Linked DNA regions of Mus musculus: regions 1, 3 and 4 are each linked to region 2. A link is a contact called in public Hi-C and promoter capture Hi-C data. All regions are on one chromosome and are shown on one strand. The core of a region is the stretch at or near the end of the contact, and the rest is flanking DNA. Distances in the headings are between cores, read along the strand shown. Region 1 holds the start of Rsl1 (regulator of sex limited protein 1). Region 2 holds the start of Zfp729b (zinc finger protein 729b). Region 3 holds the start of Zfp595 (zinc finger protein 595). Region 4 holds the start of Zfp457 (zinc finger protein 457).

Region 1 (2,898 bases), core at 83-2,582, 440 kb after region 2:
GATTAAAGACAGGAGAGGCAGAAAAGATGCAGAGCCAAGAAATAGACTTGGGAGGATTGCTGGTCAATACCACAGCAGCCTCGAGTTTATTTTTCACCGCCCTTTTATACCTCATATTACCATGGGAAGCAAAGTTACAAGATAACAGAAACAATGGCAGAAATATACACAATGTCCATAAACTTCCTCAACAAGTCCAAGCCCTGATAATGTCATGTTGACCGGAACCATTTGGGGCCAAGCGGACACTCTCTTTTTAAAAAATTCTCGGGGCTGGTGAAATGGCTCAGCTGTTAAGAGCACCGACTGCTCTTCCAAAGGCCCTGAGTTCAAATCCCAGCAACCACATGGTGGCTCACAACCATCTGTAATGAAATCTGATACCCTCTTCTGGAGTGTCTGAAGACAGCTACAGTGTACTTACATATAATAAATAAATAAATATTTTTTTAAAAATTCTCAACTGTAAAGTAGGGATGGAGGTCCTGTCAAGTTTAGTAAACACAGCCCTCAAGGTGAAACATGGTGTGAGCTCCTTTTGATCCCACTCTGCCTTGTAGACATTCCTGCCTGTGTGTCCACTGCATGTGTTTCTTCAACCCTAGTCCAAGATTTTCCGTGCATTCAGACAGATATGTTGGCTATGTCCCAGAATTCCCCAACACGACAGCTGTTGTAACTCGGATTTTTCCTCTCTTAATTCTTTACTGGCAGCGAAAAATGAACACAGTCAGACCTCAAGGCCATTGCTATAAGCTGGCTACAGAGTACACGGGGACCAGAAACCCTTTTACTCTAAAGACACAAAGGACTCTGGCAGCATCCAGGTGAGATGGGGGCAGCCAGGGACGCGCGCTTCCAGCAATGCAGGTCTGTGAGCTCTGGCACTCTCTCAGGAGCAGGTAGTCAGCTCATCACCATTAGTTTGCAATCTAGTCCTCCACTACCAAGCTGCTCCAGTGTACCAGAGAACCAAGGCAGACTCGGGCTGCTCTCGGTGTTCTAAAGGAAACCTTCACTCAGGACACAATCCCAAAAGGCCAGTCCCCTCACTCCAAAACTGCAGCCTCAGTGGCCCCAGCCAGTTCAGCACAGCCAGTCCTGGCAGCTGCTTCCGCCCTCCCACCCAGTCCTCAAGCGCTCCCTCCAAGACAGAGCCCAGCTCCCGGCACTGAACCCCAGGCTATGCTGCTTCCTGAACCAACCTCCTTGACACAGATCCCGCACAGAGCCCCAGGCTACGCTGCTGCCTGGACCAACCTTCTTGTCAGAGACAACTGGAATAGATAGCCGCATACGATTTCCGCCCAACCTTAAGAAAGACGCACGAGTACAGACCTGAACTCAGAAGGGGATTTCCTGGAAGGCTCCCAGTGGTCACAGTGGTGCGGACTACATCTCCCAGAAGTCTGTGCGAAGGAAATCCCAGAACCCAGGGTGGGTGAAGTCTACTGTTTGGAGAGTTTTGTGGATGGGAACACACAGTTGAAGGTGCAAGGAGGAAGCCTTATCTGCAGAAAAGCTGTGGGTAATGAGATTGGTTTTCGACCCCAGAACCACATCGGAGATGTATGGATTTGAGTCAAGCCTTTGACAGAAACTTTTGGCTTACAAGTCATTTCTAGTAGTAATTTTAATATTACTACTTCCTGGCCGGGGGGGGGGGGACGGGACGGGGGGCACGTTGACTTAGTTGTTCGTTAAATAAACAAAGCAATACACTAACCAACGTGGCAAGGAAAACTAACTTTATAAAATGTTTGAAACCAGCCTTGGCGTTCCTGACTATGCTCCTAGCTCCTCAGTGGCTTTTGACAAATGGACTTGGGATACAAAGCTGGCTTGGTGTCTGCCCCAACAAACTTGTATACTGTTGTTTGTGTTTCTACTTTTTGAATATATAGAAACAATTCCTCCAGGGCATTGCTAATATTACACATACAGAAACACATGCTGTTTGAGCAGGCCAAGGAGGTTGACTCTGAAGATAAAATTTGACATCCCCATGCCACACCCAAGCATGTGTGTATCTAACATTCCTCTAAATCTCTTGTCCTGAGTTAATGCCCCGGACTCTCAGACATTGGAAAGAAGATCAACAAGAAGCCCATGGAGGCATTGATTAAAACCAGCTAACAGGCTACCTATGTCCAACAGAGACTACTACTGTTGATCTGTTGGTAGAAAGGTGTCTGTAATAAAAGCAGGTCACACATCCAGTCATTTCCCCTACTTGTTGTATGCAGGTGAGACATAAATGCACAAGGCTTTGAGTTGTACTGTAGAAACAAGAGTGTACAGAGCACAAACATTTTAAAGTGGTATACACCCTCACCACAATAGTTGAGTAGCCTGCAACTAGGATTTCCTTCTGAGAGCCCTCAGAAATCAGTGTACATGGGGCTGCTAACAAAACAGCCAGGGGATCACATGGAGTCAAAGCCTTGTCCATTCCTTAGATCCTGTGAACTAAAGGCAGGTACTAAAAAATCAGCTGCAGTGGAGTCTACTCCACTGTGGAACACAGACCCAAAGTAGCCTCTAAGACTACATAAGCATAGACTTAAGAGTTCAATCAATGTATTTTACTTATCCATCGAAATATATAGGGTGAGCATACCAAGTGATGATAGGCAATGCACGCTTAGAAACATCGGTACAGAAGATCAAAGAACAAAGGAAAAAAATCTTGAATCCACAAAATTGTGAAAACTTATTGATAAGGTATTAAACACACAATCCCAGTGGCATGGTTTAATCTTTGAATTCTGTATCCACAAAAGGCATGCATTTTAAATCCTTATTATTGAGTATGTGATAGGAAAACATTTGAGAAATTTTTCATCCTTCACAAAGAGCTCTTGGGATGAGTTTCATTAGCATGAGCGTAAGCGATTT
Region 2 (2,901 bases), core at 221-2,720:
AGAACCTTTTAAATGTGAGAGGTCCATGGTAAGCTTAGACCTTCAGATATAGAATTTAGTATTACAATACATAGCAACATACCAAACCTCAACACATACACATATTGGAAAACTAACTATGCTCAGAAATGTTAAGTCCTTCTGGTTGTTGGTAATGCCCTTCACTACAGCCATCAGGGGGATGACAGACCACTCATGACCTCATTCTAAACAGACATGCCAATCAAATGTCCAGGTGAATGTACTGTTTGTTGACTCTAGTTTTTCTAAATTAAGGAATCTGTTCTGATCCCTAGGCAAACACACTCCCTAGAGAAGAATATTTGGATAGGGATTTTGCACAGTCTCTGCTCTGAAACAGCTTGCTTTTAAATTATTATGCCTCAGGGAAGTATGAAGTCTTTTCTGTAATGCCATTTGTAGCTTTAACTCAAGCATGAACTACACAGGAATAAACCTTCTTACGAAAAGATGGGAATTCTCAATACTCCAAGTTTCCAGTCTAACTTCTTTAATACATCACCTCATTTTACAGTGATATGAGCATATTTCTGATACCTTTGTATTCCACGGGAAACTATCTCAGTGTTCTGCTTAGGAGAAGTGAGGGAAGTGCAAGGCAGCTACCAGTAATGTTCAAGTATTATCAAATGTGAATGATGACAGGATCAGTGGAGACAGGAAAATCAATAAGGAACATCAAACCAAACACAGAGGGAAATTGAAGAGCCAGTACACTCACCATTGTGATCCAAGGAGCTCTGCCCCTCCTCTTGGGAGAGATTCAGAGGAGGAAAGCAAGTGCTCAGAAAACACTTGGTGGTGACTCAGTTTGATTTCTAATTCTGTCTTAAGCACCTGGGATGGTTTCCATAGCGTCTTAAAGAGATAATGCCCACTCTTATATTAACTTCCTGCTTTCATATTTTAAGTAAACCATGAAAGCATGAATTTTCCACTCGGTAGTAACATTCCATAAGTAGTTCTGTACTTTAAAAAAACAAAACAAAACAAAAAATCGAAGCTTTAAAATCACAATGTTTTAACAGAGATAACAAGGAAATGCGATAAACATTACTATGAAAAGCTCAGCTCACAGGCTAACATCGCGTGCTGTGACCAAAGACTTTTTTTTTTTTTTTTTTTGGTTTTTTTTTTTTTTTTTTTTTTTGAGACAGGGTTTTTCTGTGTAGCTCTGGCTGTCCTGGAACTCACTTTGTAGACCAGGCTGGCCTCGAACTCAGAAATCCTCCTGCCTCTGCCTCCCGAGTGCTGGGATTAAAGGCGTGCGCCACCACTGCCCGGCAAACAAAGACTTTTTTAAACGCCCACTTTCCCTGTTGCTGCCACGTGCGGCAGCCTGGTTCTTTCCAACTTCAGCTGCCCACAGCTGGACTGCAAGGCAGGCAATGCACAAGACCTCTTGGGGGGGGGGGGGGGTTCCCTGTAAATCCTTCCAACTGACTTGTGGGAAATGTAGTCCCGGGTCCTGTGACATCATCAGAAAGGGCCGCCGGAATCGAACTTCCTTATTCTTCAAACTTCACTCCTCAAATGTGTGCAGTTGTCCTCCTCAGCGCTGCATCTGGATTTCTGACATGGAGGTTAGTGCAGGGAGCAGCGCCATCTTTCAGGTCTGAGGGGCTGTGCAGGGTGGCAGGTAGGGCACGGAGGGAGCTGGCTCGGGCTTGTTGTGAGGCAGGAAGCTGCTGACCTAGGCTGGGCCGCTGCGCCTGGGCACAGGTTTGAAGGGGAGAAGACTGAAAACAACAGGATGGCAAGGGCAGGCTGGGTCTGCTGACTGCCTGTTCCTGAGATGCTGACAAGAGCGCACTCATCATTACCTAGCTGACCCCTTCTCACGTGACTGTAGTCAGATTCTCAGGACATACAGAGCACTTGGACATGTAGCGCCCTCTGTATGTTATGTCCTAGAGTCTACTTCTGGTTTGAGCTCAAGCAGCTTCCTAAAGTTCCTAGTGTCCAAGGAGCAAGAATCCTGTGAGGGAGGGCAAACTGTCGTGTGGGATGTTAGTTCCTTTGGAACGAATTGTTCGACTCATGGATGCCCTGATTCAAATAAGATTTTCTGATAGACACCTTTGTGACCTGAATGCGACAATACATGGCTATAAAATCACAAAATAATCTTGTAGTTGGTATGAAGCACTGTTTGCAAAATCCAAATAAATAGGATTTTACACTAAAGATTAATAACTAGACAATAATACCTCAACAGTTCTGAGTATGTGTTGTGTCCAAAATTTGGGCTCCTTTTCAGATGTGAGAGACGACTTGGTGTGATGAGAGACCTCAGGGTGGGGTGGAAAGTCTGAAAGGGAAGGGGGAAATGGCTCTGCTCATCTGTCAGGCTCTGTGCATTGCTTTCTAATCTGCCAGACTCTGTGCATTGCTTTCTAATCTGCCAGGCTCTGTGCATTGCTCTCTAATCTACTAGGATCTGTACATTTCTCTAATCTGCCAGAGTCTGTACATTGCTGTCTCTTCACGTGCTTTTCATCTTTGTGTTCACGTTATCAGCAGTGTCTGAACTCTTTTAAATTTTCCTTTGTCCCTCAATGTGACATTCAGGTTTAGTGACACACCCTTCTTAATAGTTTTAGAAAGAATTCTCCAATTTTTTCAACTGTATCTGAAAAGCTGTAAGATATGGCTGGAGAGATGGCTCAGTGGTTAAGAGCACTGCCTGTTCTTCCAAAGGTCCTGAGTTTAATTCCCAGCAAGCACTTGTTGGCTCCTAACCATATATATTTGGATATGATGTTCTCTTCTGGTATGTCAGCAAAAGAATGCTGAAAGAAAGAAAGAAAGAAAGAAAGAAAGAAAGAAAGAAAGAAAGAAAGAAAGAAAGAAAGAAAGAAAGAAAGAAAGAAAGAAAGA
Region 3 (2,782 bases), core at 100-2,599, 280 kb after region 2:
AATGCGTGGTCATGCCTATCACAACAATACCCCACTCCTGGTACCAACTCCTGTCTTAGTTCAGTAAATAGTACATAGCCTAGTTGTCTTAGGGTTTTAGAGCTGTGAACAGACACCACAACCAAGGCAAGTCTTATAAAAGACAACATTTAATTGGGGCTGGCTTACAGGTTCAGAGGTTCAGTCCAATAATAAGGAGGGAACATGGCAGCATCCAGGCACGCATGGTACAGGAGGAGCTGAGAGTTCTACATGTTCATCTGAAGGCTGCTAGCATACTACTGCTCCCAGGGAGCTAGCAATGGGGTTTGTAACTTTGACTCAAGCATGAACTGCACAAGAATAAGCCTTCCAAAGAAGAGATGGGAATTCTCAATACTCCATGTTTCCAGTGTAACTTCTTTAATACAGTGATATCATTTGACAGTTATATGAACACATTTCTGATACCTTTGTATTCAAGAAGGAGTTATCTTGATGTTCTGCTTCAGAGAAATGTGGGAAGTTCAAGGCAGATACCACTGATGTTCAAATATGGTGAAATATGAATGATGACAGGATCATCAGAGACACAGGAAAATTAATAAGGAACATCAAACCTAACAAAGGAAATCCTATAGTGCACAATGGACCAAGGACGCTTGCCATCCTGTTGTTTCCAACCTTTTCCCCTTCAAACCTGTGCCCAGGGATAGTGGCCTAGCCTTGGTCCACTGTGCACTATAGAATTTCCTGTGTTAGGTTTTGATGTTCCTTATTAATTTTCCTGTCTCTCTGTACATATACCTCTGTGATCCCAAGAGCTCTGTCTGCCTGCCCCCTTCCCCTTGGGAGAGATGCAGGGGAGGAAAGCAGTGCTCAGAAACCACCTGGTGGTAATTAGCTTTGAATTTTAATTTGTTTCTCTTAACCACCTGAGATGCTGCAAGACAATCAGGGTCACCAAGGATGGTTTCAAGAGCATCTTCAAGAGATAATGCTCAGTCCTAAATTAGCTTCCATATTTTTAAGTAACTGATGAATTTTCCATATGGTAGTAAAATACTTTAAATTCCTTTAAAACCACAGCGTCCTAGCAGAAATAACTAGGAAACGTGGTAAACATCACTGTAAAAGGTTCGATGCACAGGCTAACATAGGGTGCTGCGACCACCGGACTTTAAGAGTCCAAATGCCCGTGTCTGCCCATCTGCAGATCCTTGTTTATTCCTAACTTAACCTACTCACGGGTGGCAGGAATTCTGGCGGACAACAAACTAGTTCTGTGGGTTCCTGGAAGTTCTTCGCACTGACTTGTGGGAAATGTAGTCCCTACCACGTTGACGTCACCAAAAGGCTGGCTGTTCTTATCAAACTTCCGCATTTGATTTTCAAACTTAAGCTTCTCCCCAAAGTTAGGCGTCTGTCCTGTTGAGCACTGCGTTTGGATCTCTGACATGGAGGTTGGTGCAGGGAACAGCGCCATCTTGCAGATCTGAGGGACTGTGCAGGGTGGCTGGTCGGGCGCTGAAGATGATTTGAGCTGACCTGGAGATGCTGTGCTGACCTAGGCTGGGCCACTGCCCCTGGGCACAGGTTTGAAGGGGAGAAGGTTGGAAACAACAGGATGGCAAGGGCAGGCTGGGTCTGCTGACTGCCTCTGCCTGAGATGCTGAAGGGAGCGCACTCATCTTTACTGGGGAAACGTGCTCTGCCTGTGCCTACATAGCTGTAGTCAGATTCTCGGGACATACAGAACACGTGGACGTCTAGTGCCTACTAAACTTTATATCCCGTCCACTACTCCAGTTTGATCTCACAAATCTTCCTAAAGTTCTTGATGTCCAGGGACAGAGAGACCTGTGAGGGTGATTGTTTTATGGAATGTTAGTTTCTTTTCCTTTGCAATGAATTGTTGGATTTATGGATGCCTCGAGTTGAAAAGAATTCTGAAGGTACAATCCTATACCTGAATCATCACAATACATGGCTACATAGACACAGAGTAATTTTGTAACTGGTATGAACCAGTGTTTGCCCAAATATGGAATTTGCCCTTCTGCTTAAAAATCGTTAGACAATAATCCTCTTAATAAGTGTTCTGTCCAAAATTTGGACTCCTTTTCAAATATAAAAGATGAGTTGATGTGTGTGTGTGTGTGTGTGTGTGTTTGTTTTTTTCAGGGTTTCTCCACCACAGCCCTCCCCCCTATCTCAGGTGATCTTGCTTATATTGTCACTTTTCAGTCAAACCAAGGGTTAGTGAGCCAGAGCCTGGCTCGTGGCATTCAAGTCTACTCCCAGAAATCATGGGCTTCAGACCACCTTGTCCTATCTACTGGGATTTTCAATGAGTTTCTAACCATACCTAGGATAACAGACATTTCCTCGTTAACTTTGCTAATCTGTAGAAAAAAAAAATAACAGTATATGAAGTCGGAATCGCAATGCTGCCTTGTACATCAAAACATGTTCCTTACAAAGTAGAGAGAGTACAGCATTGTGCTCATATACAATTTATAGGCACCTTATGTTCATATATATTTTTAATTAAACAGCTCTATGACAGAAAAGAGAACTTAAGTGTAATTCTATGACACATTTCTGTCACTTCTGCTTTTTGGGGAGGAGTCAGGAATCCAGAGAATCAAAATCATCGTCTCCTTTATAGCCAACTCAAAGTGAGCCTAGGCTACATGAGACCATGTGTTTTAAAAAGATTCTTAGAACATAGCTTTTCTTTTTCTACGTGGTAATTACTTCTGGTTGGTCTCAGTTCTGAGCACCAGTGCCCTGATAGAAA
Region 4 (2,843 bases), core at 48-2,547, 300 kb after region 2:
AATCAAGGAACAAGGTTTGCACAACAGAACCTTGTAAATGTGAGAAGTCTGTGGTAGGCTTAGATCTTCGGGTATAGAATTTAGCATTACATACATAGCAACAGACCAGACCTCAACACATAACACATATTGGAAAACTAGCTATGCTGAGAAATAATAACTTTTGTGGCTTCTGACAATGCCCTTCACTGCAGCATTCAGGAGGAGGACAGACCAGTCATGATGCTTGCCAATCAAGCACAGGTACACACACGTACTGCTCCTTGCCTCTAGTTTCTCTGAGTGAGCAAATGATCTGCATCTCTGGATAAACATACTCCTGAAAAAGAATAGGGACTCTGCACAGTCTTTGCGCTGAAACGGGTTCCTTTTGGATCATTAGGATTCCGGGAAGTATGAAGCCTTTTCTGTAATGGAGTTTGTAACTTTGACTCAAGTATGAACTACACAGGAATAAACCTTCCCATGAAAAGGTAGGGATTCTCAATCCTGCATGTTTCCAGTGTAACTTCTTTATTACAGTGACTTATTTGACAGTAATATGAACATATATCTGATACCTTTGTATTCAAGGAGAAAACACTCAAGTGTTCTATTTAGAAGGGAGGGAAGTTCAAGACAGATAACACTAATGTTCAAATATTTTCAAATATGACCGATGACAGGATCAGTGCAGAGACAGGAAAATCAATAAGAAACATCAAACCTAAGGCAAAGGGAAATCCTGTAAGTGCACAATGGCTCGACAGTCAGTACACACACCATTGTGATCCCAGGAACTCTGCCCCTCCCCTTGGGAGACAGGAAAGCCTGTACTAAGAAAACATCTGCTGGTGACTAGATTTGATCTCCAATTCTTCTATCTTAAGCGACTAAGATGGTTTCAATAGAATCGTAAAGAGATAATGCTCACTCCTACATTAACTTCCTGCTTCCACATTCTTAAATAAAGCAGATCATGAAAGCATGAATTTTTCATTCGTGAATGATTCTATACATAGATCAGAGTTGTAGCAGAGATAACATGGAAACGTGATGAACGTGATTACTGTGAAAGGCTCATCTTACAGGCAAACATTTCGTGCCATGACCAAGGATTTTAAAAGAGCCCAAATTCCATGTGCATGCCCATGTGCAGCTGCTCTCAGTGGACTGTAATCCAGGCAGTGTACAAAAGCTCTTCAGTGGGTTCCCGGAAGTCCTTCCAACTGACTTGTGGGAAATGTAGTCCCATCGCCTGTGACGTCATCAGAAAGAGCTGTCAGCAACAAAATTCCGTATTCTTTCTTCAAACTTCGCTTCTTCTCAAATTTGTGCAGCTGTCCTGTTGAGCGCTGCATTTGGATTTCTGCCATGGAGGTTGGTGCAGGGAACAGCACCATCTTGCAGATCTGAAGGACTGTGCAGGGTGGCGGATAGGGCACAGAGAGTGCCAACTTGGGCTTGTGAGACAGGAAGCTGCTGACCTTGAGGTGCTGTGCTGACCTAGGCTGGGCCACTGTCCCTGGGCACAGGTTTGAAGAGGAGAAGGTTGGAAACAGCAGGATGGCAAGGGCAGGCAGGGTCTGCTCACTGCCTGTGCCTGAGATGCTGACGGGAGCTCACGCATCTTTGCTGGGGAAACGTGCTCTGCCTAGCTGACGGGTTCTCCTGTGGTGGTTGTCAGATTCTTAGGACATACAGAACACGTGGACATCTAGCGCCCCATATACTTTATGTCCTAGAGATTACTCCTGGTTTGAGCTCACACAGCTTCCCAAAGGTCCTAGTGTCTAGGGACAGAGAGTCCTGTGACGGTGATTGTTGTGTGGGTTGTTAGTTACTTTTCCTTTGGAATGAATTGTTAGATTTATGGATGCCTTGGTTAGAGTGGGAATTTCCAATAGACATCTCTGTGACTTGAATCATCACAATACATGGCTATGTAGCCACAGAATAATCTTGTAATTGGTATGAACCTATGTTTGCCCAATCCAGATAATTATGGATTTTGCACATCAAATTAAAATCGCTAGACAGCAGTACCTCAACGGTTCTGAGTATGTGTTCTGTCCAAATTTGGACTTCTTTTCAGATGAGAGACGACTTGGTGTGATGAGAGATTGCTGGGTGGGGCTGGAAAGTCTGAAAGGGAAGAGGAAAATGGCTCTGCTCATCTGCCAGGCTCTGTAAATTGTTCTCTAATCTGCCAGGCTCTGTACATTGCTCTCTAATCTGCCAGGCTCTGTACATTGTACTATGTTTTCTTATCACATGATTTTCTTCTGTCTCTTCACATTGTCAGCAGCGTCTGAACTGTCCTAAATTTAACTGTCTTAAATATTAAATTTTCTGTCCCTCAATGTGACATTCAGGTTTACTGAGGCACCTTTAATAGTTTTAGGAAGAATTCCCCAAGTTTTTCAACTGCTTTGGAACAGCTGGAATATAAATTTGGAAAGCTGTTATACATTTGGGGTCTAATGATTTTTCACATAGGTTCCTGTCTATGCATAGTTCTCCTCCTGAAGGGTTAAGAGAATAGTTTAGTCCAGAGCCATTTGAATAGCCTTGATCTGAGAACACAGATTTACTTTAATCCAAATTCTATGCTCCAACATGGAATCAGTTTCATGGTTTTACAGAACAAAGAATGTCATTAACCAAGGAAAATTTAAAATACTTTGGTGTGAGTCGATAGAAGCATGTACTACGATATATGGGAGATATTCTATTCACCTAAGATACCATCTGCTGAGATTTTAGCTTTTGGATTCATAGAAACTTATGTTCTCCCTTGTCAGTGGATTCTGGGAGGTTTTTATCTATTGTCATAAGCTATGTGGTCCACTATAGAGTGAGGC

The links. Promoter capture Hi-C pulls out the DNA fragments that hold promoters and counts their contacts. Hi-C and Micro-C count contacts between places; a contact is called where the count stands out from the background. Capture Hi-C pulls out chosen DNA fragments and counts their contacts.
Region 1: a promoter capture Hi-C map of adipose tissue shows a contact between it and region 2. The contact joins the promoter of Rsl1 here to the promoter of Zfp729b in region 2. A contact is called at or near these places in 1 of 115 datasets of contacts at active chromatin or transcription factors (bone marrow-derived macrophages) and 2 of 9 other capture datasets (adipose tissue and macrophages).
Region 3: a promoter capture Hi-C map of liver shows a contact between it and region 2. The contact joins the promoter of Zfp595 here to the promoter of Zfp729b in region 2. A contact is called at or near these places in 6 of 39 promoter capture datasets (hematopoietic stem and progenitor cells, liver, macrophages and 2 more), 2 of 484 Hi-C or Micro-C datasets (B cells and cerebral cortex), 7 of 115 datasets of contacts at active chromatin or transcription factors (the 230-238 cell line, cardiomyocytes, craniofacial prominence and 4 more) and 4 of 9 other capture datasets (adipose tissue, liver, macrophages and 1 more).
Region 4: a Hi-C map of liver shows a contact between it and region 2, with 8 times the contacts expected there. The contact joins the promoter of Zfp457 here to the promoter of Zfp729b in region 2. A contact is called at or near these places in 2 of 39 promoter capture datasets (erythroid cells and neural stem cells), 14 of 484 Hi-C or Micro-C datasets (CD4 T cells, CD8 T cells, the G1E-ER4 cell line and 9 more), 7 of 115 datasets of contacts at active chromatin or transcription factors (acute myeloid leukemia, astrocytes, cardiomyocytes and 4 more) and 3 of 9 other capture datasets (adipose tissue, liver and macrophages).

The regions. Positions count from the first base shown.
Region 1 is chr13:67,171,616-67,174,513 of GRCm38.p6, reverse strand. It overlaps Rsl1 (regulator of sex limited protein 1), which reads right to left and starts at 1,332. Exons shown (of 4, transcript NM_001013769.1): 1 at 1,261-1,332. The coding sequence starts at 1,296.
Region 2 is chr13:67,608,276-67,611,176 of GRCm38.p6, reverse strand. Zfp729b (zinc finger protein 729b) reads left to right here and starts at 1,470. Exons shown (of 4, transcript NM_001163246.2): 1 at 1,470-1,604. The coding sequence starts at 1,599.
Region 3 is chr13:67,331,127-67,333,908 of GRCm38.p6, reverse strand. It overlaps Zfp595 (zinc finger protein 595), which reads left to right and starts at 1,349. Exons shown (of 5, transcript NM_177622.3): 1 at 1,349-1,442. The coding sequence starts at 1,437.
Region 4 is chr13:67,304,866-67,307,708 of GRCm38.p6, reverse strand. It overlaps Zfp457 (zinc finger protein 457), which reads left to right and starts at 1,297. Exons shown (of 4, transcript NM_001003666.2): 1 at 1,297-1,359. The coding sequence starts at 1,354.